Regions from separate parts of the Mus musculus genome. Here regions 2, 3, 4, 5 and 6 are each linked to region 1. A link is a contact called in public HiChIP or PLAC-seq and promoter capture Hi-C data. All regions are on one chromosome and are shown on one strand. Each heading gives the region's core, a stretch centred on a gene start, on an enhancer-like site or on the middle of the called end of the contact. The rest is flanking DNA. Distances are from core to core; before and after follow the strand shown.

What was found. Promoter capture Hi-C pulls out the DNA fragments that hold promoters and counts their contacts. HiChIP or PLAC-seq counts read pairs in DNA pulled down with a chosen protein or histone mark.
Region 2: an H3K27ac HiChIP or PLAC-seq map of embryonic stem cells shows a contact between it and region 1, with 7 times the contacts expected there. The contact joins the enhancer-like site here to the promoter of Adamts8 in region 1. A contact is called at or near these places in 4 of 39 promoter capture datasets (cranial neural crest, embryonic stem cells and liver), 4 of 484 Hi-C or Micro-C datasets (nephron progenitors, trophoblast stem cells and uterus), 11 of 115 datasets of contacts at active chromatin or transcription factors (craniofacial prominence, embryonic forebrain, embryonic limb bud and 5 more) and 3 of 9 other capture datasets (adipose tissue, embryonic stem cells and liver).
Region 3: an H3K27ac HiChIP or PLAC-seq map of embryonic stem cells shows a contact between it and region 1, with 4 times the contacts expected there. The contact joins the promoter of Nfrkb here to the promoter of Adamts8 in region 1. A contact is called at or near these places in 7 of 39 promoter capture datasets (the 3T3-L1 cell line, 3T3-L1-derived adipocytes, embryonic stem cells and 2 more), 2 of 484 Hi-C or Micro-C datasets (both in embryonic stem cells), 2 of 115 datasets of contacts at active chromatin or transcription factors (both in embryonic stem cells) and 2 of 9 other capture datasets (adipose tissue and liver).
Region 4: an H3K27ac HiChIP or PLAC-seq map of embryonic stem cells shows a contact between it and region 1, with 5 times the contacts expected there. The contact joins the enhancer-like site here to the promoter of Adamts8 in region 1. A contact is called at or near these places in 8 of 39 promoter capture datasets (the C10 cell line, cranial neural crest, embryonic stem cells and 4 more), 2 of 15 datasets of contacts at CTCF or cohesin (the NIH/3T3 cell line and hippocampal excitatory neurons), 13 of 484 Hi-C or Micro-C datasets (astrocytes, cardiomyocytes, cerebellum and 7 more), 5 of 115 datasets of contacts at active chromatin or transcription factors (embryonic forebrain, embryonic stem cells and stem cell-derived neural progenitor cells) and 4 of 9 other capture datasets (adipose tissue, embryonic stem cells, liver and 1 more).
Region 5: an H3K4me3 HiChIP or PLAC-seq map of stem cell-derived neural progenitor cells shows a contact between it and region 1, with 29 read pairs. The contact joins the enhancer-like site here to the promoter of Adamts8 in region 1. A contact is called at or near these places in 11 of 39 promoter capture datasets (the C10 cell line, the HPC-7 cell line, HPC-7-derived erythroid cells and 9 more), 1 of 484 Hi-C or Micro-C datasets (embryonic fibroblasts), 19 of 115 datasets of contacts at active chromatin or transcription factors (SST interneurons, VIP interneurons, craniofacial prominence and 10 more) and 3 of 9 other capture datasets (adipose tissue, liver and pancreatic islet).
Region 6: a contact with region 1 is called in a promoter capture Hi-C map of pre-B cells, with 2.9 times the contacts expected there. The contact joins the promoter of Prdm10 here to the promoter of Adamts8 in region 1. A contact is called at or near these places in 2 of 39 promoter capture datasets (pre-B cells and stem cell-derived epiblast-like cells), 1 of 115 datasets of contacts at active chromatin or transcription factors (embryonic stem cells) and 1 of 9 other capture datasets (liver).

The regions. Positions count from the first base shown.
Region 1 is chr9:30,940,293-30,944,301 of GRCm38.p6, reverse strand. It overlaps Adamts8 (a disintegrin-like and metallopeptidase (reprolysin type) with thrombospondin type 1 motif, 8), which reads right to left and starts at 1,740. Exons shown (of 9, transcript NM_013906.3): 1 at 701-1,740. The coding sequence starts at 1,465.
Region 2 is chr9:30,595,462-30,599,425 of GRCm38.p6, reverse strand. No RefSeq gene overlaps it. Among named protein-coding and RNA genes, the nearest start is that of Snx19, 170 kb to the right of the region's middle. Within about 2 kb of position 1,360, at least 19 of the 459 cell types and tissues checked have an H3K27ac peak or open chromatin away from gene starts, as enhancers often do. A contact at or near this core is called in embryonic stem cells, epiblast stem cells and trophoblast stem cells, where this site is marked.
Region 3 is chr9:31,383,723-31,387,454 of GRCm38.p6, reverse strand. It overlaps Nfrkb (nuclear factor related to kappa B binding protein), which reads right to left and starts at 1,263. Exons shown (of 26, transcript NM_172766.3): 1 at 1,185-1,263. It overlaps 1700023A20Rik (RIKEN cDNA 1700023A20 gene), which reads left to right and starts at 1,407. Exons shown (of 1, transcript NR_165167.1): 1 at 1,407-2,452.
Region 4 is chr9:30,571,475-30,575,528 of GRCm38.p6, reverse strand. No RefSeq gene overlaps it. Among named protein-coding and RNA genes, the nearest start is that of Snx19, 150 kb to the right of the region's middle. Within about 2 kb of position 2,043, at least 16 of the 459 cell types and tissues checked have an H3K27ac peak or open chromatin away from gene starts, as enhancers often do. A contact at or near this core is called in embryonic stem cells, where this site is marked.
Region 5 is chr9:30,518,564-30,522,587 of GRCm38.p6, reverse strand. No RefSeq gene overlaps it. Among named protein-coding and RNA genes, the nearest start is that of Snx19, 93 kb to the right of the region's middle. Within about 2 kb of position 1,302, at least 73 of the 459 cell types and tissues checked have an H3K27ac peak or open chromatin away from gene starts, as enhancers often do. A contact at or near this core is called in SST interneurons, VIP interneurons, craniofacial prominence and 4 more, where this site is marked.
Region 6 is chr9:31,311,790-31,315,774 of GRCm38.p6, reverse strand. It overlaps Prdm10 (PR domain containing 10), which reads right to left and starts at 2,348. Exons shown (of 21, transcript NM_001368846.1): 1 at 2,154-2,348. The coding sequence starts at 2,222.

The DNA of each region.
Region 1 (4,009 bases), core at 491-2,990:
TCCTTTGAATACAGTAAATGACAAAGTTCACCCTTCAGCCCTGCTCCCTCCCCTTTCTCACTGAAACTTCAGTTTTCTGGGCTGAGCCCCCAGGCAGAAATTCTGTTCTCCTTCCTTCTTGAGCTGGATGTTGGCACTGCCAAGTTCTGCCGGGGTTGAGCGCCAGGTTGGCAAGGTAGCCCATGCCCCTTGATCAGAACCAGCTGGGCATACAGAAGTTGGACAGTCTCTTTCCAGGTCCGGTTCCCTCTAACGACTTTTACTTACAGGAACCTCAGTTCTGTACCCAAAGACAGTCCCAGCTACCTTGTCCCAGCCCAGCTTCCTCTCCTAGGAAGTCTCAGAGAGTCTCAGATAGTAGAGAATTGCGGGAAGCAGGACCAGGAAGGACAGGGCTCTTTAGCAGTTTTTAATCTCCCTTTGGGAGAAGCAGGTGCCTGGGAACTGTGGAAGACTCAGGATGCTGGGAAGAGACAGAGCCAGCGCCTCTACTGTAAATTGGAAGGGATTTAGGGATTGGGAAGTAGGAAGCCGGGAAGGCAGAAGCTAATGGAGTTACTGCTGTTTCTCAGAAAGAAGAAAGTCCCCTTTGGGGTTGGGCTTGGGAGCGCGAGGGATCCCCCCCCCCCCGTGGGAAGGGAAGAATTGAAAACCATCGAGAGGCAATAGACTGTTAGTCAGGGTCTGCGGAAGGTCCTACCTGCAGGTCGGTCCCATAGAAGGCAGCCATGGACGCATCAGCCACCAGAAGTGTTTCCACGAAGCGAGCCTCGGACACAAACCTCTTGCTTCTAGTTTTGGATCCGAAGGGTGGTGGCACTTTGCGGGAGTCTTCTGTCTCTTTGAGCAACCCCTCCTTGTCCTGCTTCCTGTCCTCTTCGTTGTCACTTCTCTCCTGTCCCTGCCCATTACCCATCTCCACCTCCCACTCCAGTCCTTGAGGGAGGGGGAAAACTTCGGCGGCAGCGAGCCCGGGGTCTTCGCGGCGCTGTCCCGGCCCCCAGCGCTGCAGGCGATGAGGCTGGTCCAGGGAGTCCCCAGCGCCCTGTGGCTGGATGGTGAACTCCTCGCCTGCCAGCAAGAACGAGCCGCTCAGCCCGCGACACAGGCTCATCGCCGCCAGCGACTCCCGTTCTCCATTCACTGTGCCAGAGAAGAAGCAGCCACGCAGTCCCGGCTCGCCCCCGGCCGCCGCGCTCGAGCCCCCGAGGCGCTCGATCTTGAATTCCGGCGCCAGGAAGCTGGCGTCAGGCGCCAGGCGCAGCACGAAGCCCTGGCCGAAGGCGGACAGGTGGAAGGCGAGCTCGCTCGCGCTGCCGGGCAACCGCGTGGGCACCACTAGCTCCGAGGCCTGCGCCCCGGTTCCCGGCCCCGCCGGGGCGCCGCAGACGAGTGGCGGCGGCGGCAGCTGCAATAGCAGCAGCAGGAGGGGCGGCCACCCGGTGGTGGTGGGGTCGCGGAGCATGGGGGCAGAGTGCTGCGGAGCGCGGGAGAGGGAAGAAGATCGCCGCGCGCGGGCAGGTGCTGGTGGCCCGAGGCGGCCGGGCCGCTCTGTCCAGGAAAAATGATCAATCGGATGGGGAGGCCGACTCGGCTAGCGGCAGCAGGCGCGGCGGTCCCCTGGCGGCCCCTCTGGATCGCGCAGCCCGCTCCTCCTGCGCCAGCCAACCTAGCAGAACTCGAGCAGCTGGCGCCCCGGGCCGCGAGCGCGCGTCCTCCGCGGCGTCCCGTGCAGTCGCCTCCTTCCTCGGGAAACACCGAGTGGGCTGCCGAGCCCTTCGTATTTATACTTCCTTCCCGGCTTTGACATAAGAGGTTTATTTTTGATCGCTCACTATTCCCGTTTCCCCTCCCCTGGGGTCAGAGACAGAAACAGAAAAGGAGAGGAGGGGAAAAAAAAGGGATGAAATGTAAAACCAATCAGGAGTCAGTGAGCCCCTCCCGATAGTTAAGTAGTTAAGTGTCAACTACAGCTTTTTTTTTTTTTTTCCTTTTTACGTGACTACGTGAAGACCCATGCCAATTCCTGTAATGCTGGACAGTCCCCCTGAAGGCGAGTCCTAGATGGGAGAGACACTGGCTTCTTCTTGTGCAAGAGCCAGGTGCTGGGGACAGACACACCCTGCTCTGGCCTCAGAGACAGTATGCAGATTTTTGTACAAACCTGGCAGTGTTAAAAGAGGTTTGTGGGAAGGTTCCAAAGCCTTTAATGGTCAAATACAAAGTGAGAGGTAGGAAAGTCATACTGGAATCACGCTGTCCATTAGGAGCACTTCAGAACTTTAAAAATGCCACCTGGTCAAGGTTGTTTTGTTGCTTGCTTCTGAGCATAGTGGGGGTAGTGAGAGGCTACTACCAGGAAAGTAAAATGGATTCAATACCACTACATTTCTCGTTTCCTATGGGAGGAAGTACTTCACCAGTCTGTCTTCTGATGCACAGCTCTGCCAGTTGCCTTGCTGACACGGGGAAAGGTGGCCAGGTCCCTTATACTGTATTGCCCACAGCTCCAAATACATCTAAATATGTGGGGAGATAATTCACTCTGCCACCTTCCTACAGAAGAGAGTGGGATCCAGCAAGAGTGATGACCGTCTTAAGACCACAAACCACAATCTTTGTATCCACTCTAGTATTACCGGTGCAGGTCTAGATTGGATTCAGAATCAACGTTCTCTCAGTACCAGAACAAGTCCTAGCCCCTCGCCCTGTGTCTTTTCTGAGACAATCATGGAGGATACAGCATTTGGCAGCTCACCTACCCCCAACTACGCAGCTCTTTGCTTATGTGAGGGTGCCTACAGTTGAGTCATTCTTACTTCGTTTGGCCGATCCAATCCATTTCTGTAGCTGTGAAGGATTGGCCTATGCAAAAGACTCCTTGGGACTTGTTACCTACAAAGAGGAGTCTCTTAAATTAACTTGTGTCACTACAGAACCTAAGGAAAGGCCCCAGCACCGCAAGCTCTCTCCACTTTTATAGGACTGCAAAGGAGTGGTTGAATCTCCTTCCTTTGCTGTATAGAGAATTGGAAGTTTGGGTAAAACACTCCTAGAGGCAGGGGAATGGAAAGCATCTCTGTTTTCTACCAAAAATGAACAAGATGCTCATCCCTCAACAGTTTAATATCCCTGGGACAGTGTGACCTGTACGGTTAAATGAGCAATCCCTTTTGCCTCAGGGCTGTGGTGACATTTCAATTACTGGTCTTAGCCATTAAGTTCCTTGTTCAGTATTTTCCAGTGTATCCTTTTCCTTTTTCTTTTTTCCTGGTTGTTGTTCTTTTCTTTCTTGAAACAGGGACTCACTGCATAGCCCAGGCTGGCCTCAAACAGGTATGTGCTGTGACCTCATGCCTGGCTTTCAACTTCTGGTTTTCCATAGTAGTTAGGTCCTTCACGTGTGCGAGTGCCTTCTTTCTTCTTTGTGACTACTATTTTATTGGAGTGCCCAGCTTCTTCTTTCTCTTTAGATGTTAGAGGCTATAACCAGGCTCGGGGAAACTAAGTGTTGCTTGTGTTTTCATTTGGGAAATCTCTGGAAATTGCAGCTGCTACTGTTGTAAAACAGAAAGAACTACTTTGAAGGCAGACACTGAACTGGGCTTCATCTTTGCCCAATTTCATCAACAACTACAACTACAACCACACAAAAATTGCTGTCTGGCAAACGATCTTGGGAGCCAGCCTGGCTGCTAGGTAGAGACCTGCTGGATTCCTCCTGATGCCCCTGTGGTAACTTCCAGGGAAATGCCTGCCATTCGCAATGCAACCACAAGGTGTCATCCGTACCTTAGTTATGCTTAATCCAAGCCTTGCAGGGATGGCGGATGACTTGCAGAGAGGACTCTGAGAAGCTTGGTTGGTGAAGTCCATACAGCAAAACAAACACTATCCCAGCCCACCATGGAAAATCTCAAATGGGCCGATTTTGGAGTTCCTACATTAACGTCTTGAGCTTCAAAGAATATAAAGGCTTGACAAACTGCGGTGCATGGACTAAGACTGC
Region 2 (3,964 bases), core at 111-2,610, 340 kb after region 1:
CCTGAGAATGGATCGTCCCAGGCACTGGGAGCACATCTCCCATGCACCAACTCTTCGAAGGCGGGGACAGACCTCTAAGATTAGCTGTGGCAGGCAGCTCAGCAGTTCTTGCTGCTTTTTTCAGAAATCCTAACTTGAGTGTGGGGCTGCTCACAACTGCCTCTAATTCTAGTTGCAAGGAATCAAACACTCTTTTTATGGCATCTACAGGCACTAGTGTGTGAATACACACACACACACACACACACACACACACACACACACACTCCCCCCCCCCCCCCATACATATATCAGCAGCCTTATAGTTAGAGGGAACTGACTGGCTTTGCACTGAATAATCCAAACCCAACCATGGAAACATTACCAGTAATAGCATCAGCAAAGGTAGGAGAAAATGGGGGTTTCTAGCAAGTTAAGCCCTGTGTGTTCTGAAGCAAATTTGACACACTGTACCTGTGCAACCCCATCCTCTCCTCTGGCTCTGCTAGCTTGAGATTTTTAGTACTAGTTTCAGCAAATGTCAGAGAAGTCAAAAACCTAGAAAGGATTTCCTGGAAGTGATCATGTAGAGGCCAGACACCCTCAGCATGATCCCAGGCTGATGGAAGCTAGCGATGATGACAACGGAACCCATTTCAGGCCATGTCCTCAGGCCACTCTTTCTCTGCCTTGAAAGTAAAAGATGTTGAATGGTTTGGAAGGATGTTGAACGGGCTTCTTCCTAGCTGTCTTATTTTGCAGATTAAATGGAGGTGTCTAGAAGCAGTAATAGAGTGATTTTGTTTGTTTCCTTCTTACCCATGAACCCTAGTATCAGTCGAACTGCAGGTCGTCAAAGGTACCTCAGAAAAGGGATGGAGGCTGAGGATACAGAACAACCAGTTGCTGCCTTGAATAAATGACAACCCATCTCTGCCTTCTCAAGCTGTTTTGAGACTCTGTCCCCTTCACAGATTGCAAACATTTTTTAAGGCATTAAAGTCTTTCCATGGCCCAGCAAAGACTTTAAACACTGAATGAAGCACTTGGATATAACAAATAGAGATACTGGGGGTTTTTCCACTTGGCTCTTCATTTGGGTTTTACATTTCTGGAGACAAATGCCCAAGAGAAACTGCAGCAGATATACACTCCCACTGATGTAGGTCTCCTTTCTCTGCTTTCACCTGTGCAGGATGACCAGCAACAAAGGATTCCAAATAGCTCTTCTCTCCTGCCACCAGGCCCCTGATTTCTTTTGAAAACAGGCACTTTCTAAAGGGTTCTGTTCCTGAAATAGACGCCTAGCAGGAGGTAGCCAAGGGCTATCTCTGGGGTTTCTTCCTTGATCCCCAGGGCTCTTTTCAACCCTCTGTCCCACTTGCTATTCTTAGATACACCCTAGGCCATGCTACTTTGCATTTCTATGGCTTATCTGACTAACAGGATTCAGTTTCTCCTCTTTTCTCACCTCTGAGTATCTTTTTCTGCCTTCCCTGACCATCTTTTCTTTGACATCATTGACCCACAAAGGTTCCTCGGGTTATTCTACAGATTAGCCAAAAGGCAGCGGGAGTTGAATGACTGTCTGAGGTAAAAGTGCAGGCTACGGGGAAGCACATGAGAATGTTTTTTGTAGGTCAAACCCATCTTCAGAGCGGACACAGATGTGGAGGTCTGTTGGTTAGTGCAGTGCCCCACCTATGTCTACCAACTTGTTGGTTGTTTTGTTTTCCTGGGCACACCTGAAAAGCCATTGGATTTTCAAGGGAGAGAGAAGAGGATCCCTTAAAGAGAGAGGACAAAGGAGATGGTTATTGGTAGACGGGTGGATCTGAAAGTATAACAAAGTAAAAACAGAATTCTAGGCCTTTAGGCCCAGGCTTGGGAATGTGGCCTTTGTAAAGGTATGCTAATCATAAAACAGATAGCGACATTCCTCTACCCACCAGCTTCCTGGGTTCAAAGAGTGCTCATTCAAAGAAAGTCACCCTGACCATTACCAGAACCTGCAATGCAAATGTGCTATTGTTAGGGGCTCTTAGAAGCTGTCTTGAGAGTTAACAATTACCAGGTATTCCTTGTGACTCTTGTAACTTTACACTTCCTTGTGACTCTTACCTGGTACCTTTGGTATCTTCCAACAAAGCCCTCCCCACTTCCTTGAGCTGTGGTTTCTTCCTTTAAATAACCCCTTACCCAGCTACTCGGGGTGCCACAGTCCTCTACCCCTGCGTGGTGTATGACCATGGGCCCGAGAGCACTCTTGAATAAAAATCCTCTTGCAGTTTGCAACAAGACCGTTTCTTGTGGGTGATTTTGGGGTGTCGCCTCTCCTGAGTCAGACCGTGGGGGAGTCCTCACGTTGTGAGTCTTTCAGATCAAGAGTCACAAGAATTAAAGAGCACGAATATAAAAACAGGTGTGTGTGTGTGTGTGTCAAAGGCAAGTGGGACACAAGGAACAAGTGGCACATGGCAAGATCCATTGCCAGAAGTCAGAAGCGATGCGTAATGCACTTTGAACATTGGGCTGGAAGAGCTCTTACCTGTTATCAGGTTCTGGGAGAAGAGAAGATAACTATGGTCTCAAGATGCTGGACTAAGCCATGAGGTGGCCAGCACAATAGTTGATAAGGCCCGTTTGGCCTCCAATAAGGACTTGAGCTTGAAGGTGCTCAGTCAATGTATTATTGTTGACCAGGTTCTATAGCTGTTATTGTTTTAAAGTGTTGTCTTATGCCTATTTTCAAATTTCTTTTTATTTTTTCCTTTGAGACAGGCTCTTACATAGTCAAAGATGACCTTGAACTTCTGGTTTTCCTGTCCCCACCTTGGATGTAGAATCCTGGGATTAGAAGAATGTGCCACCATATCTAGTTAACAGGGTGCTGGGAATCCAGCCAGTGACTTCATGAATATTAAATACTATCACCTGAGCTGCATCTTCAGCCCCCAACCCATATCTTTTTATAGCCTTTATAGCTGGGTAGGACTGCGGACTGCTTTTCATCTTGGGTAGTTTGCACAGTCTCTTCCTATCCTTCTTCTTATACTGTTTAGATTCCAGAGAGAATGCTTCCACCTCAGTTCCTGGTTGATTCCTCTATCCTGTATCCAAAGTCTGTGGCATCTTCAGTAATAGTGTCTTACCTTCAAGTACCAGCTCAGCAGCCAAAGTCTCTTGGAATTCCCTGACCAAAAAAAAAAAATTCAGATGGAGGCTTCCCATATCTCCACTGGATATAATCTATGCCTCCATCAAGAGTCTATGGCTCTTAGGGGAAGTACCATCACCCTATATAGTTTCATTAAGATATTATATGTATATGCATATGTATGTGTGTAACATGTAATGTATATTATATATACGAATGTATACACATATATATTATAAATGTATTTTTAAGTAAACAGCTTTCTCAAATGTCCTTTGTGTTACGTGTCCCTCTTCCTTCCCTCCCCACCAAGTTCAAGTCTCCCCCCTATTTTTCCCATTTCCCTCTAAACAACATTATACCTTACCATCCCACTCATGTCTTTTCTTTTTCCCCACCATACTCCCCTTTTTACTGTATTGTCTTCTGCAATCAGTCCAGGTTCAATACTCATATCTGAGGTCTCTGAGCTCATAGGATCCATAACTAAGAGAGAACAGCCAGCATTTGTCTCTCTGGGCCTGGGTTACCTCATTCAGTATAATATTTTGTAATTCCATCCATTTATCTCCAACTTTTTTTTATAGCTGAGTAGAAAGAATTTCCATAATGTACAGTATCACATTTTCATTATCCACTTTTCAGTTGAGAGATATTGAAGTTCTTTCCATTCCCCGACTACTGTGAACAGAGTAGAAATGACCATGGCTGAGCAGGTATCTGTGGAGCTAAACGTCAAGTCCTTTGTGTATTCACCAAAGCCTGGCACAGCTGGGTCAAAGGGTAGATTTACTTTCAGCTTCTTGAGGATTCTCTGTATTGACTTGC
Region 3 (3,732 bases), core at 14-2,513, 440 kb before region 1:
CCCACTCCAAAAGGGTCATGACCCAGCTGCTCTACATGTACTGGACTCTTATCACTATTACTGACAAACAGACCAACAAGCCCACAAAAGTGGGAAGAGCAACCAGATTCTACCCTGGGGCCGTCACTATCTGTGACATCTTACCTCACCAGGTGTCAGGCTCCTTACCTGTAGTTAAGGAGGAGTTGGACCAGGCCCTTCCTACCTTTCTTTTCTCTTAGGATCTTAAAGGGAATCTCCAGCTAAGTGAGCTTACATTAACAGTGAAGATCCTTCCCACTTCCCAAGTTCTCAAATGATAATGGGTAAGTCTGTAATATACCTAGAATGGAAGCTCTTTTCTGCAAAATGATTTCACGTTCTGACAGTATTTCAGATCAAGGAAAGATACGGCGAGTGTTACATGGACACAGCTGTGTGGTCCCCAGGTAACTGTGCGCGCTCATCGTCAGCACACAGAGAATTGAGGACATCCTGCACGCATGTAGCGCCTAAATAACTGAGTGAAAGTGAGAAAGGAGCAAGACACCTGCACGTAACAAAACTTAAAAAAAAGAAAGAAAAAAAGAAAGGAAGGAAGGCCGGCAGGCAGACCGACAGACAGAGGCAACCTGATGCTTAGAATAAACTCCTCTTAGCGTAAGTGGCATAGACAGCGTGCAAAGCCAGTTACCTCATCTGACAGGTGCACAATGTACACAACTCACTCAGAAGCTGCTTCCAATACCGGCGGTTGATTAAGCTACACATAATTATCTAGCGACAACCGCTGCCTTGCCACTTATTCTGCACAAGAACTCAAAATACAAAAACAGGGGCGCTGCTAGCGAGCCGGAACCCCGGAAGCTGCCGATTTCTAAGTGTTGGGGGTGTCCCGGGCTGCTTCGCTAGACCAGGAAGGCCTCTTCTCTGCACCTGGGCTAGCCCACCCTCTAGACCCTCGCGAGCAACCAGCAAGCAAGGACCTCGGACCGCAGCCCCACGTCGCCAGCCCCACCTGCGCGCAGCGCGCCGCGGCCCGCCCCTCCCCCACACGTCCTCCCCCTAACCCTCGCCCACCCGGCAGCCGCACGCCACGCGTGGGGCCCGCCGCGTGCCCACGGCAACGCCCCGCTTCTCCCTTTCTCCCCGCTTCTCCCCTTCCCCCGGCACCCACCAAACCCGACGCCTGGGCCCGCCCTCACCTCAGCAGAGTCCGCGGGTCTCACCCGGGGTTCGTCGGGCCGTGGGCTCCGAAACGCGCTCGCTCCCGCAAGGCGTCTGGGTACGCGCACGTTCCGGGCTCCGGCAGCGGAAGGGGCGGGACCTGTGGGGCGAAACCTAACGGCGGGGCGGAGCGTATTGGGCAGGACGGGCAGGGGCGGAGCCTGTGGCAGCACCTGAACCGCCCCGACGCGTCTGGTGCCACAAGCTACGTCGGTGCGGAGAAGGCACGATCCATTCTGTGCGGGGTTCTCCTGGCTCAGGAGCTTTGGAGGATAGAGCGATGTCGCCTTTTGTCAGCTGCGAAGCAAGAGCACAGTCTGACAGGCACCGTGCTAACCACCACTTCTTGTGTGACAAAATTTTTCCAGGGGATACTCAACACGACAAATCAAAATACCGAGACCACCCAAGTCCAACTTGGTGAACTACTATTGGGATTACTTGCAGGCATATGGGTGAGGGTTTACTTAACAAGAGCAGAAATGACTTAGCTGAAAAACCAAGGCTCACCCCAGCATGAGTGACAACTCACAAAAGCTGGGAACCTGAAACACTGCACAGCCTACAAGCAGCTCAACAGGTTGCAATGAGTCCTTTCCAGGTGCCTCAGTTGGTCTACACCTTTCCAGGCAGCTCAGCTGGTTTCTGCTGCCTCCAGGTAGCTGGTCTGGCCTCAGAGTCGACTTTGTAGCTTTTTCCCCAACTCAGAATCCTCAGTTTAGCGTCCTTCCATCTGAGAAGGTCTCTCAGCTTTTATCGTTTATTCTGGCAGAGAGGAGCCTAAAGAATCTGATCCGTTTCGGGGACTTCCTGAAGCTATTTTGAGTTGCTTAAAGAGCTTTTCTTGAGTTGTTTAAAGAGCTTCCCTGCAGAAGAAAACTGTTAGACACCACCACTCTGTCGGGAAGGCTTTGCTGAGGCCACCAGACAGTGGAGGACCTCTTGCAGTCTTGAAGGTTGGGAAATATAACACAGACTCTAACCCATGTCTCCAAGTCCGCACAACTTGCAGAAAGTGAAAACATCGACAACTTACTCTTATGATTCATCATTACGCCTTCTTTCTCTAAGACCGTCTTATTTAGAATGTCTTCTCAAGTATTCTACAGTTCACCCTCTGGTCCTGCGTGGGTTAGCCACTGTTCCTTCGGTTTAATAAACATGTCAGGGGAGCAGGGCATGCCAGGCATGTCCTTCTCTCAGTGGAAAATAGTGCTTTCCAAATAAAGCCAAATCTTTGCACCCATGCGCACGCGCACACACACCCACTGACTCTATAAGCGTCCTTGGATCAGCGGGGCATGGTGGCGCAAGCCTTTAATCCCAGCACTCGGAAGGTAGGCAGAGGCAGAGAGGCAGAGAGGCAGAGAGGCAGAGAGGCAGAGAGGCAGAGAGGCAGAGAGGCAGAGAGGCAGAGAGGCAGAGAGGCAGAGAGGCAGAGAGGCAGAGAGGCAGAGGCAGGTGGATTTCTGAGTTCAAGGCCAGTCTGGTCTACAAAGTGAGTTCCAGGACAGCCTGGGCTATACAGATAAACCCTGTCTCGAAGAAAACAAAAAACAAACAAAAAAGATGTCCTTGGATCCTGTTGGAATTAGAAACCACCAATTAGAAATGGCAGTGCAGCGTCACTCTGGGTGACCAGACAGGAGAGCATTAAAACATTACAAACTGCCATTTTCATTAGCCCTTGTTCTTAGAGCAGTTTTAGGGTCATACAAAATTTAACAAAGCATAGGTTTACCTCAACCCCCGCCCCCCCCACACACACACATACTCTTCACCCACAAGTGATACATATTTCTTTTTTTTTTTAAGATTTATTTATTTATTATATGTAAGTACACTGTAGTTGTCTTCAGATACACCAGAAGAGGGCATCAGATCTCATTACGGGTGGTTGTGAGCCACCATGTGGTTGCTGAGATTTGAACTTCGGACCTTCGGAAGAGCAGTCGGGTGCCCTTACCCACTGAGCCATCTCACCAGCCCCCCCCCCTTTTTTTTTTAAATAAACTTATTCTTTTTTTTTAAGATTTATTTATTTATTTATTTATTATATGTAAGTACACTGTAGCTGTCTTCAGACACTCCAGAAGAAGGAGTCAGATCTCGTTATGGATGGTTGTGAGCCACCATGTGGTTGCTGGGATTTGAACTCCGGACCTTCGGAAGAGCAGTCGGGTGCTCTTACCCACTGAGCCATCTCACCAGCCCTACATATTTCAAATAACTGACAGATCTATGTAATATTGTTTCACTGTCCACCCAAAAATTAACCTACTCATCCTTACAATTCCCCTCCCCTTCTCCCTCCCACCCACAAACACTGATGTTTTAAGTGTCTCCATCACTTAGCCATCAAACTTGCCACGTTCCTGCTTTAGACCTCCAAGTACTGGCATTATCATGAATGCCGCCACACTTGGCAGAGATTGCATCTTTTTTCCAACTAGATAGTAAATATTATGGTCTGGTTCTGGTAGTAGGGACGGAATGCAGGCACTCTGCCACTGAGCTGCACCCTGA
Region 4 (4,054 bases), core at 794-3,293, 370 kb after region 1:
CTCTTTCCCCATGCCCACCGCTGTGGTGACAACTCTTGAGAGCTATGTAGTGAGCAAATTTCATGTTTATCAAGCAGTGATATTGACTGTTGTCACCATGCTGTGTGCTCAACAGTCAGAACCTCATTTTGGCATCATGGAAACTTTGTGCCCCTGAACAACAGCGTTCCATTTCTGTTTTTCCCCAGTCACACGCTATCGCAGCTCTAGCCTGTCTTTACGGCTTTGGCTGTATGTGGCTCTACCGTCTAGCAGGGAGATGAGGTATTTTTCCCTCTGGGCCTCATTTCATTCATCTAGAACCATTCACTTTTTTTTTTTCAAATCGAAGAGTTCCCTTCTTTCAAAATGAGATAAGGATCTTGAAGAGATTTCTGCACTCCTGTGTTCACAGGAATAGAAATACACCCCCCCCCACACACACTATACATAAACATCATGAAGGCACATAAGAAGGATCCTGAGGAAGGTATTGTTTGCATTCTATGGGTCCTCCTGTGAGGATTCTTAGGAGATGTTCATTTGGCTTTAGATATACCAACCTTTTCTTCTCCCCAACCACTGTTTAACTTCCATCCTTTGGGCATGGGAATGAATATAAAGGATGCTCCCATGATATTCAGGGCTGCTGGAGGGCTAAGAGTGGAATCTATTATCCCTCTCTTGTCATTTATGCGTAAAGTACATCAGAATGTACTCATTCAACATACTTATCTCATTCTTCAATTATTTTCTCCTTCTTAGCTTCATTTGCATTTTCTCTTCTTTTCCTTAAATATTACTGTTATTTGGTTACTTATATAAAATTCCTTTTGGCACACAAGGCATGGAGAAGATGGCCTTTTGCTCAATTCTTCCCATGTCCTCTTAGCTGCTCAGTGGTTTCCTCAGAGTTATCACATTCCATTGTCTTAAGTCTAATGTTATTCCCTGTATTTCTGGGTTTTTCTTAAACTTTTAAAAACTTCACCACTGTTTATAAACCCTAATGTTACTTCCAGGCTTTTAAAGTAGAATCCAAGTTCATCTGACAGGCACGTATTACTCTTCAGCCCTGACCCTGGGTTTTCTTCTCTGTCAATTTCCCAGATGTGGCTCTCACCAAGCTCCTTCCTATTCCCAGCACTGTCACTTCTTGCATGTTTGTTTAGTGTTTGATTGATGGATGCTGACATGCTGGGAATAAAATGCAGAGTCATGTGCATCCCAGGTAAGCATCCTGTCTCTGATTTGCATCCTTGACCTTGTATATGCCAGGTACACATCCTATATCTGATGTGCATCATTGGCTTTGTGCATACTTAAGTAAGCATCCTGTCTGTGATGAGCACCCTCAGCCTTGTGCAAGCCAGGTAAGCATCCTCTCTGTTGTGCATCCTTGACCCTAACAGGTACGCATCCGTATCTCTAAATGCATCCTTAGCCACTCTGTTGGCCTTTGCCTTGTCTTCTTTGTCTTGCTCTTTCTGAGGAAAACTTGTTTGTTTAAATCCAGAACAGAGATGGACTTTGTACTCTTAGTATTCTGTGGAGTTAACTTTGTTTTACAACGACTATCATCCCGTCAGAGGCTCCTTGGTGTAAGAATGTTGCTGTATGCTTTGTGACATTGACCCTTAGCAGTATCTCTGGCTTATGCTGGTGACTGTTGGATTCATTTAAATAGTGTTAGAGTTGCCAGCTTATAAACAATAGTTCCCTCTCCTCCCTCTTCACTGAGTATAGAACAATGGAGACCAATTGTAAAGTTCAACAAAGGAAGGGATCAGCAAGCTTACTGCTGATAAAGTTAGACTAGCCAAGGATTATAAACAACTGGACAAAACAGGCTTCCTTCTGTGTTGTTTCAAGAGCACATGTTAGGATGTGTCAGGTGGGAAAATTTGGACTTAGGGAGTAGACATATTTGCTGAATGTTATTTCTGCATACTCCTCAGGAAAGAAATGCACCTCCTGGGCCTGGGCGCTGGCCAGGGACAAAGCCCTCAGAAGCTGGAGTAGGGTGGAATGCAGACTCCCATGTAGCTCTTTATCCCCTGTTCTCAGGTTTCCATTCAAGGTGAGGAAAAGAAAGAGGAGGAAAAGAAAGGGAATGTGTTTCTTAGCACTTTACAGGGGGGAGGCTTTGCATTATTGGCACTTTCCTGCCTGGGGCCCCCTGTGATGCTGACTTTTGTCACAGGTGACAACAAACACCACAGAAAGGCTTTGCTGAGAAAGCATAGCTTAGGGAGGGAAGCAGGGGGAGAATTTCTTGCTGCTGTTGGCATTACTGTACATTACCTTGGATGGAACAAGGCATGATGGTTTTATGCTGGTCGTGTTGACGGAGAAAAATCTGCCCTTACTGATTAGAAATATACATTGAGATTCTAAGTAAAATAATATGTCTCAGATTTCCTTTAAAAGATTTTATCTGAAACAAACAAAACCAAAGTGAGATGTGAGAGGAAGTACAAAAGCAGATGAAATTACAGGCCTTGTGTTGAAACTGTTGACCTGGGTGATGATGGGTACCCAGGGCTTCATTATGCCGTTCCCTTTGATACTCTGTATGTTGTCAATTTTCCATAATTGACATAGCTCCAGAATCTCTGAGTTGTCTACAACGCCAGGCTAAGAGATAAGGTAGTCAGAAATGATTCCCCAAAGTGTCTAGAGAGCAAAGCTATCACTACTACCTGGTACTCACAGAGCCACACCAACCAGAGCAAACGGTGGGTTCCCCTAGTGGATCTGAAACTACTGCTACACCCCGAAACCAAACATGCTGGGCTGTCCGCCATCCGGCAACATGCATCTCCCTCTGTCCATAGTGCATTTGTTCTTTCTTTAAATGACAGAGGTCTGAGCACCATACCCCAGACATGGACAGGTGGGAAGTGGACTGTGCCTTTTACTGTGAGAATCTTTCAACATAGGAAGGGGATCCAAGCCATCCTGAACAGAAGGCTAAGTTGTCATTGCCAGGAGAAAATAGTTCTTGAAGTACTTCATATTTTTCTTAGATTTCCAGCACAGAAAATGGCTGTGTTCGCTTGAGCAGTTCTTTACAGCTTATAAATGTTCTCGAATACAGTCACATCTTAGTGTCTGTAGCTTACAAGGCTTTCTTGTGAATACTTCCAACAACTTCATGAGTTAGAATTGCCTCCAAATCACAGCTGAGAAAATTATGGGAAACAGAGTTAAAAGTGATTCACCCAAGTCCCCAGAGCTTTGAAGCAGTGGCCTCAAGATCTAGACCGGGGAGACTCCTATTCCAGGTTGTCACTTTCATGGCAAAGCCACCAAACTCTTAGAAATGACTTTCAGCCAGTTGCAGCTTTCATTTATTTATTTATTTTATCTGAATTCAATCAAGAACCCAAACTTCTTAGAAGTTTGCCCTCCTTTGCTAACTTTTCTGAATAGCTTTCCTCAACCCATTGATAATTGCCCTAGGCAGATACGAGGGTACCAAAAACCAAGGGCACTAAGAACCCATAACCAGTTTCAAGAAGAGCTGCAATTGTATCCCAGGAGTCTAAGGTAACAGGGGTTATGAATCACAAGGTCATTGTGGGTCAGGTGAATGGTGGCTCAAAAGAAGAGTAGGAAGCTGATTGTCAAAAAATTCAAAATAGGAAATAGAGTGCTGAAGCAGAGGTTGAGAAGGTTGGAAGAAGGTTGGGAGGTTTGGTCATGCAGTACAGCATTTTTTTCATATTCTTTGAAAGAAGTTTTACTATTATTGTGCATGGGATGTGTGTGTTTGTGTGTGGGATGTGTGTGAGTGTGTGTGTGCGTGCATGCGTGCGCGCGCACCACAGCATGTATGGAACAATTTATGTGTAGTAGTCAGAGTATAAATTTGGTAATTGGTTCTCTCCTCCCACTCTGGAAAATGGGGACCAAACCTGGATCATCAGGCTTGTAGAGCCCCCTTGCCAGCTTCTCAAAACACTGTTGATCACCGAGTGTTTTATTTATTTTTAAATGATTTTTTAAAAGTTATAATCCAAGATGATTGCTTGAGTGTCCTTGCAGTATCTCCAAGAAGTGTTTATACAAA
Region 5 (4,024 bases), core at 53-2,552, 420 kb after region 1:
CTCTGAGAGGACTGGCTGTATTCAATCCAATTCCAGACACCCCTGCAACCCTGCCTACCAGTGAGCTTTCTGGAAATCCTCTTGTTTATCTGTGTAGCAATGCTATTGGGGTAGGGGTGACAGCTGTGGAAACTAGGACCCAGCTCATCTGCCCTGGGCAGCCCACACTGTGTTGCAGTCCTAGGTGTTCAATACTCCATCACATCTCAGCTAGTATGGAAGCCCTGCAGGCAGGAATGATGAAAGATGGCCTGAACCAGAGGGCCTGGGACTCTGACTCCAGGCAGCATGCTTAGGAGCCAGGTGAAGGAATGACTAAGGATAACTCCTTTGGACGGTGCTTATGTCATTTACCCCATACTACTTCTGACTTCACACCATGTCCTTGAAACCTAGAGTTGGGCCTGGCATAGACTGGCCCAACAACAAACTCTTGTCTGACCTCCAACTGTGCCCACTGTCTGCACCCCTTAGCTAGGTTTTCTAGGCTCCCCCAAGCCCTTCTTTTCCAGGTCTAGCATAACGACCCTGCAGCTGAGGCTCACATGGAGCATGTGTGTAGTTTATCCTTAAGCTGGCTGGCTTCCTGCATTCTCCCCTTGCCCATTCCACAGGCCTCATCAGGACCACCTTCTTACACTTGCCTGCTTCTGTCTCCTCTCCTGGTCTGGTCTGTTCTGTTCTGGCACACGCATTCCCTTAATGTGGGTTCTTTGCCTTAAGTACAAAAGGGCTCTGTCCTAACCTCATGAATTGCAGGTAACCACAAGTGGGAAAACCCATCGGGACAGCAGTAGAGACATTCAGGGCCACAGAAAATGCCTGGAAAACCCAGCCCTGAGCCAGTCTCCAGGGTTCATCCTGGTTTCTGGGCCGCTGGAGAAGACACACAAAGGCCAACGTGGACTTTCCGGTGAAGTCCATATGAGTGTGAAGATTAAAGGTAGAGAAGAAGGTTCTGACAAGTGTTCTAAATGTTCCCTCTGAAATGTACAGTCACTATGAGTGAGTTACATTTTTAAAAAATGCTTAAGGAGATGGAAATATTAATTACCCTGATTTGATCATTACACATTATGTACATGTATCGGGTTTTCATAGTACAGCCCGTAAATGCACACCATTAAAATGCTAATTAGTAAATAAGAAACAGAGAAGAAGAAGAAGAAAAAAAAAAAAAAAACCAGTCCAGAGCAAAATTCTTCCCAGCATATCACCTTACCACCACAGAGGTTTGACCCTCTCTAAGCAGGCGGCTGGCCTGGCTGGCCCGCCCACCTTCACAGCTGCACGGGTGTGGCTGGGCTGAGGAGGCCGGGCTGCAGAACAGATGATTTCAATTTAAAGCACCGTTTGGGGAGAATACTGTTCCACTTGCTCATTTTTTCTTAGTCCTTCCCACCCCCGAAACGTGACTAGTCCAGTGGTGGATGAGCAAGGCCTGTTTCCATAGCAACTCCACTGTGAGCAAGAAAAATCAGAACACAGCAGAGGCTTGGGTTTTTATCTAGAAGATGCACTCAAGTGGATAAAAAATGGAAACCTAGCCGATACTAAGCTGGACTCTTGAGTTGGCCCGATGCCTTGAGCAGACTGTCATTCACCCTGAGGTTGGGGGTATGGGTAGAGTAGGGATGTACTAAACATGGCTTTGCCCAGGGAAACACACCTGCCACTTGCCTGCTTTCCATTAACCAAGCTTCATCTCTCTGGGCTCCAGGCCTCCTGGCCTGCATTTGTTTTCATGGCTGATGTAACTCAACCGAACTGATACGTCAGGATCTGGGTCTTTTTTGGATAGTGTTTCATGTTTGGCTGAACATTTTCAATAGTTTTGTGTACATTCATTTCCCACCTGGTGCTTCCAAAAAGGACCGTGGTTGGTATTTCATCTTCCAAAGCCAATGACCACAAGCCTAACCTTCCAATCAGTTGATAAGAAGCCTAGCATGACTTTAACCTTATCTAGAGAGGTTGAATCCAAGGGGAGGAGATTCTGAAGAAAAAGTAGGGATTTCAGTTCAACTTGTACGTTTTTTTGGGAGTTGGGAAGGTTGAGTTTCTAAGAAGAAATGACCAGCTGGATTGGGTGTTCCAGCCCATTCCCTGATTGGGATATCCAGGAAATGGGCTTGCATGGAGCAAGGTATTTGTACTAGCTGCTTGGAAAATGACTAAGGCGGACCTTGAGGAATTGGGACAGAGTGACCCTTACTCTTCCTTAGTGGTTTCCATGGAGACTCATTCACCAGCCCTATTCTGTGGCTGGCAAGAACTAATGGAACTGGGCTTAGAGAAATCTCCAACTGTGATTTCCTGCAAAGGTTTCTGCCCTTTGCTCTGAACTCCAGTGAGCTTTTTCAAGTTCATTGGATCCATATGTTTCTGACTCATTTACACTGAACTCATCACAGGGTTCTTCTTCTCTCTCTCTCTCTCTCTCTCTCTCTCTCTCTCTCTCATTTGTGTCTTAAATGCAGTTTTGTTCATAAGTGTCTCTTTCCACCTTAGAAACAAGATGCCACACCTCAGAAAGGCCTGTGCTTGGATGGTAGTGGTGGAAAACATCCTGGGACTTCAGGTTAGAGTCTGGGTTGGTTTACAAGAAGTGCTATGTTTCTGCAGGACTTTGTGGTTTGTGTATAGAAAGATATCTTCTTGGAGTGTGGGCTGGGAGCACATCTCTTCTGGGCTGGAAACCCAGAGAGCAGTATCTTGGGGAAGCAAAGCTGTCTTGGGCAAGCTATTAAATCTCCGTGTTCCACCAGTCCTTCCTCTGGAAAATGGAACTGATAATGTTCTCCACCTGACAGACCTGATGTAGTAATAATGTGTCTGAATCTGCTATAACAGGGAATTCCTGATTTAGTTGTCGTTCCTCCGCGGTTCTAATCCTTTGCATTTCTCTGTCTTTTCTGTCCCATGCCATCTCTTCAGTTCACTTAAATCCGAATACTGCTTTATTTCTCAGCCAGAACATGACCTCTTCTAAGAACCTTCCCTAATCACTGATCTTGGCCCTCACCCTCTTATGATCACAGACTCTTAGCTTGTCCGCTGCCTGTCACCCTCCTTCTCCCTAATACAACTGAGATCACTTGGATGCCAAGAAACCTGTATTCACATTGATATAGTTAAATCCCTGGACAGATGGCTAGCACTCCAGGTGTCCTGATTCAACAACAGTTTGCCATTAACAAGTTAAGACAGCAAAGGAGACACAATGTGGTCCATTCTAAGACAGCAAAGGAGACACATGTGGTCCATTCTAAGGCAGCATAGGAGACACAGTGTGACCTTCTGGATTCAGAATGAAACCAAGAAAGTCCACTGCCTGTATGAGTAGGCTGAACTGAGCATGACGGACACCACCACTCTCTTTGCTCAGAGGACTTGGCTAATATGTGCTGGATAACAGTTTCCCAAAACCATCAGCCATCTGCAGCAGCTCCTTTAGTCACTCTCAACTTTTTGGGACCAAGGATGGGTGCTGAAAGCCTAGGGCCAGATTTAATGATAAATGTCAAAAGGCTGAAGAAAACTTTCAAGATATTCCTCTTAGAATTTAAGAGGAAAGTTCTCTCTCTCTCTCTCTCTCTCTCTCTCTCTCTCTCTCCCCCCCCCCCCCTTCTTAGTCCATACTCTATACTGGGGGTAGCTACTAGTAAGTCCCAGATGTCAGGGAAGCGAGAGGTTCCCAGTACCCACTGGGGATGACATTCGCCAAAATAACCAACAAAGGGGAGATAGAACCTGTAGAGACTATATCCAGTGGTTAGGCATGGTCTCCAGTTGAGGGATGTGGCCACCCACTCATCTCAAAATTTTTAATCCAGAATTGTTCCTGTCTAAAGGAAACATAGGAACAAAAAATGGAGCAGAGACTGAAGGAAAGGCCCTCCAGAGATGCCTCATCTCCACCTAGATAGGAGGAGATCTAGAGATCCATCCCATCTGCAGACACAAAACCCTGACCCTATTGCTGATGCTAAGAAGTTCTTACTGACAGGAGCGTGGTATAGTT
Region 6 (3,985 bases), core at 1,099-3,598, 370 kb before region 1:
CACATTAAAATAAGGTCACTTTTACCCTACGTGCTGTTTCATATGTGAAGGACATACTGCATGGAGCAAATCAGGAAACGTCACTGAATTGATAGATGTGGTATAACTCCTTCTCGCCAGCTAAGTAAAGAAGCAGAAAACCTTAATGAAGTACTTTTAAGTGGTTCTGGCCAAGAAGTTCAGCTGTCTACAGGAAAGTACTCATCTGCATCCTAAGACCTAGAGAACTAAAAGGACTGAGTTGTCTAAAGTCCTCTCTGAGTGCTTGGCAGTGAAAGACCGACTGTGGAGGCCCCAGCATGGCATAGGCCTCATCCTTGATACGTAAAGTCTACAGGTGGATAGCCACAGCACACATCTGGGGCAGAAATAATTGATGTGCTGACATCCTGGGTTGGCATCCTTATTCTTTTCCTGACTTGCTACTGGTCCTAATGTTTCTACAGCAGTTTTCTCCAGTAGGAAATAATAGATTTCACAGATGACACATAAACTAACTTAATGCCCAGAAAGAATGCTAGAGGCCAAGTGTAATTGAGCACCACAGGAATACAACAGGTTTCCTGCTAAGTGACTAGTCTGTCTTCTGTATACTTTCAATTTACGCCTGAAGATAAAGCATCCACATGGGGAAATTAGGCTCACAGCACAGTGCCACAGCTCGCCATGGCTGTAAGGTAATCTTGTGACTTAAGAGGTTTCAACTTTCTCATTCATACCAAAGCTTTAAAATGGGGGACAAATGTTTTCCTCTAAAAAGGAGAAAGCTAAGCTTTTCCACTTGTTTTTTCTCACTCAGTCTGTAATAAGAATTTGCACAACTATGGAGCAGAAAAGACTGGAAATAAAGAACGCAAGGGGGGTGGGGGGCTGGAGAGATGGCTCAGTGGTTAAGAGCACTGACTGTTCTTCCAGAGGTCCTGAGTTCAATTCCCAGCAACCACATGGTGGCTCACAATCATCTGTAATGGGATCTGATGCCCTCTTCTGGTGTGTTTGAAGACAGTTACAGTGCACTCATACACATTAAACAAATAAATAAATCTTTAAAAAAAAAAAAAAAAAAAAAGAACACAAGGGGGATCCTGACCACAGATTCCCCACAGGCAGGGCCCCTGATCAAAATACAGAACCTCACAAAAACATTTCTCCCCACCCCCACCTCTCTCTCTCTCTCTCTCTCTCTCTCTCTCTCTCTCTCTCTCTCTCTCACAAAGTCTCACTATGTGGCCCAACTGCTTGGAACTCACTAAGTAGGCCAGGCTGTCCTTGAAGTCACAGAGATCAACTGCCCCACTCCTCACCTTTTCTCCTAGTTTTGGATAAACATAGTATATAAATTAATGAACGTCGTCATCAGAACAGTTTCCATGAGAAACCAGTGTTCTCAGTTATTCTGCTGAAACCATCTCTGGAATCACGTTCTCTAAACCTTAGACTGTAGCCTGTAAGTCATATTATATCACCATGATTACTTACTGCAGTGTTGATTATTTCTTAATTACATAATATTTGCACATGTAAATCTTTCAAGGTTAACTTTTGATTAACAACTGATTTTGACAAGGTGCTATGGTTTTACAATTTAGTGAAAAACTGGATCAAAACCTCCTGTTTATCATATTGTTTAAAACTGAGTTTATGGGCCTAGCTTCCTCCTGTTATCACTTGGAAGTCAGAAACAGGCAGATCTCTTATGAGTTCAAAGCCAGTCTACACCATATAGAGAGTTCCAGGCTAGATAAGACCGTGTCTTAAAAGAGAAGATAGGTCACTTACTTGATAAACATACCTTAGGTTTCATTACTCATGGAGAACTGAAACCCTTTACTGACTAAGGTAAAAGTAGCCAGCAAAAGAAGCCAGCAAAGGCTTGGGGTTTTCAGGATCAGATAAGAATAGCATAGATAAGGGGGGTACTAAAGCAGCATCTACCAGCCAAGTGCAGAGGTAAGGCCTATGGAGTAGAGGAGTAGCCAAGTGCTAATGCATTCCTGCTTCTCCAAGCAAGTTCTCAACGTCCACTCCCTCCCAGCCACACTCACTATAGAGACAACGACACTGCTATTTCCTTAGCTGTGTCTATCCAACAATCTACCCAACTGAAAGACTGCTGCCAACAGTGAGCTGGAAGAGGCTGTCCCGTCCTTCACCTGTGCAGTGCTCTGTTCATGGTCTGCAGACGTTGGCCACACATGAGCGCTTTCATCTTTGGGATCCATTCCCTCCTTGTTGGACAGCTCCAGGTCTGGCCCACCTACAGCAGCAGCGCAGGACAGAGAGCACTCCTCTGTGCCCTACGCCCTGTACACGTGTGCTCATCCAGGGCAGGAAGGTCTCGCAGCACCCTGAGAAAGACAGGAAAGGAACCACGCTTGAAGTGGATAGCTATGTTTTAATACATTAGTTTCAACCACAAAGGGGAAAGAAAAGGTTAACATACCTCAGCAAAGGGTAAGAATAATGCATTATATGTGGCAATAATATAATAAAATTTGTACCTGCTATATTTTGGACAATTATTAGATGTATGTCTATACATATGTATATATATATGGGAACTATATATAGAATGCAAGCCTCATTATAAACATTAAAGGCAATCTTAGTTCTTTTGAGAAAAATTATTTTCCTATGTATTAGCTATATGTAAATATGAGACTAATGTTCTAATCTGATTGATGTATAGTCCAAATTGACCTCAAATGGTTTTTTTTTGTTGTTGTTTTGTTTTTTAGAGACATCACTTTTCTGTGTCTACTGAGTCAGTAGACCAACTAGGCTAGTCTCAAACTCAGATAGATCCACCTGCCTTTGCTTCCTGAGTGCTGGGATTAAAGGTGTGTGCCACTGCCACCACCAGGCTAGTTAGTCCAGGATTTCTCCTAGTAGACATGACCTCGGGAACACTAACATTTCTACCCAAAATGAAGAACAGAATAATAAAAATGGCAAAGCAAGGGATAAACTGCTCATGAAAGAAACTGAATTTCTCAGCTCACAGTCTTCCATTCTTTTGGGTCAGTACAGAGTGAACAGTGAGCAGTGACATTGATCCAACACCAACACACCAAGTCCGTGCGGTCTAAGATAGGACTCTTTTTAATTAGTTATTTATTTTATGTGAGTACACTATAGCTCTCTTCAGGAGACACCAGAAGAGGGCATCAGATCCCATCACAGATGGTTGTGAGCCACTATGTGGGTGCTAGGAATTGAACACAGGACTTCTAGAAGAGCAGTCAGCGTTCTTAACCACTAAGCCATCTCTGCAGTCCCAAGATAAGACTCTTTAAAAGATTATTTTTATCTTTTAGGTGGGAAAGGGTTCAAGACAGAGTTTCTCTGTGTAGCCCTTGCTATCCTGAAACTCACTCAATCAGACTGACCTCAGAAATATACCTGTTCTCTGCCTCCCAAGTGCTGGGATTAAAGGCATGTGCCACCACTGGCTTTAAAAACTTATTTTTAGGGGCTGGAGAGATGGCTTAGTGGTTAGGAGTATTGCTGCTCTTTCAGAGGTCCTAGGTTCAATTCCCAGCACCCATATGGCATCTCAAAACTGTAACTCCAAGTTGAGAGGATCCTCAGCACCTCAGAATGACATACATGTAGTTAAAACATCAATGCACATAAAATGAAAATAAATAAAAATATAAAAACAACTTGTTTTTTAAAAGATTTACTTATTTGTACGTATGATTATTTACCTATATGTATACTACATGTGTGCCTAGTGGCTGAGGAGGCCAGAAGTGGCCATTATAGTCCCTAAATTGGAGTTACAGATAGTTGTGAGCTGCCATATAGGTGCTGGGAACTGAACACGGTGTCATCTGCTAGAGCAGCGAGTGAGCTTAACCACTAACCCATCTCTCCAGCCCAGGACCACAGCTCTTCTTAAGGTGATGCTCTTCCCTTTGATGAGGAACAGAAAACACGGCATCCCACAATATCACTGGACATTAATCATGCTTGATCCACT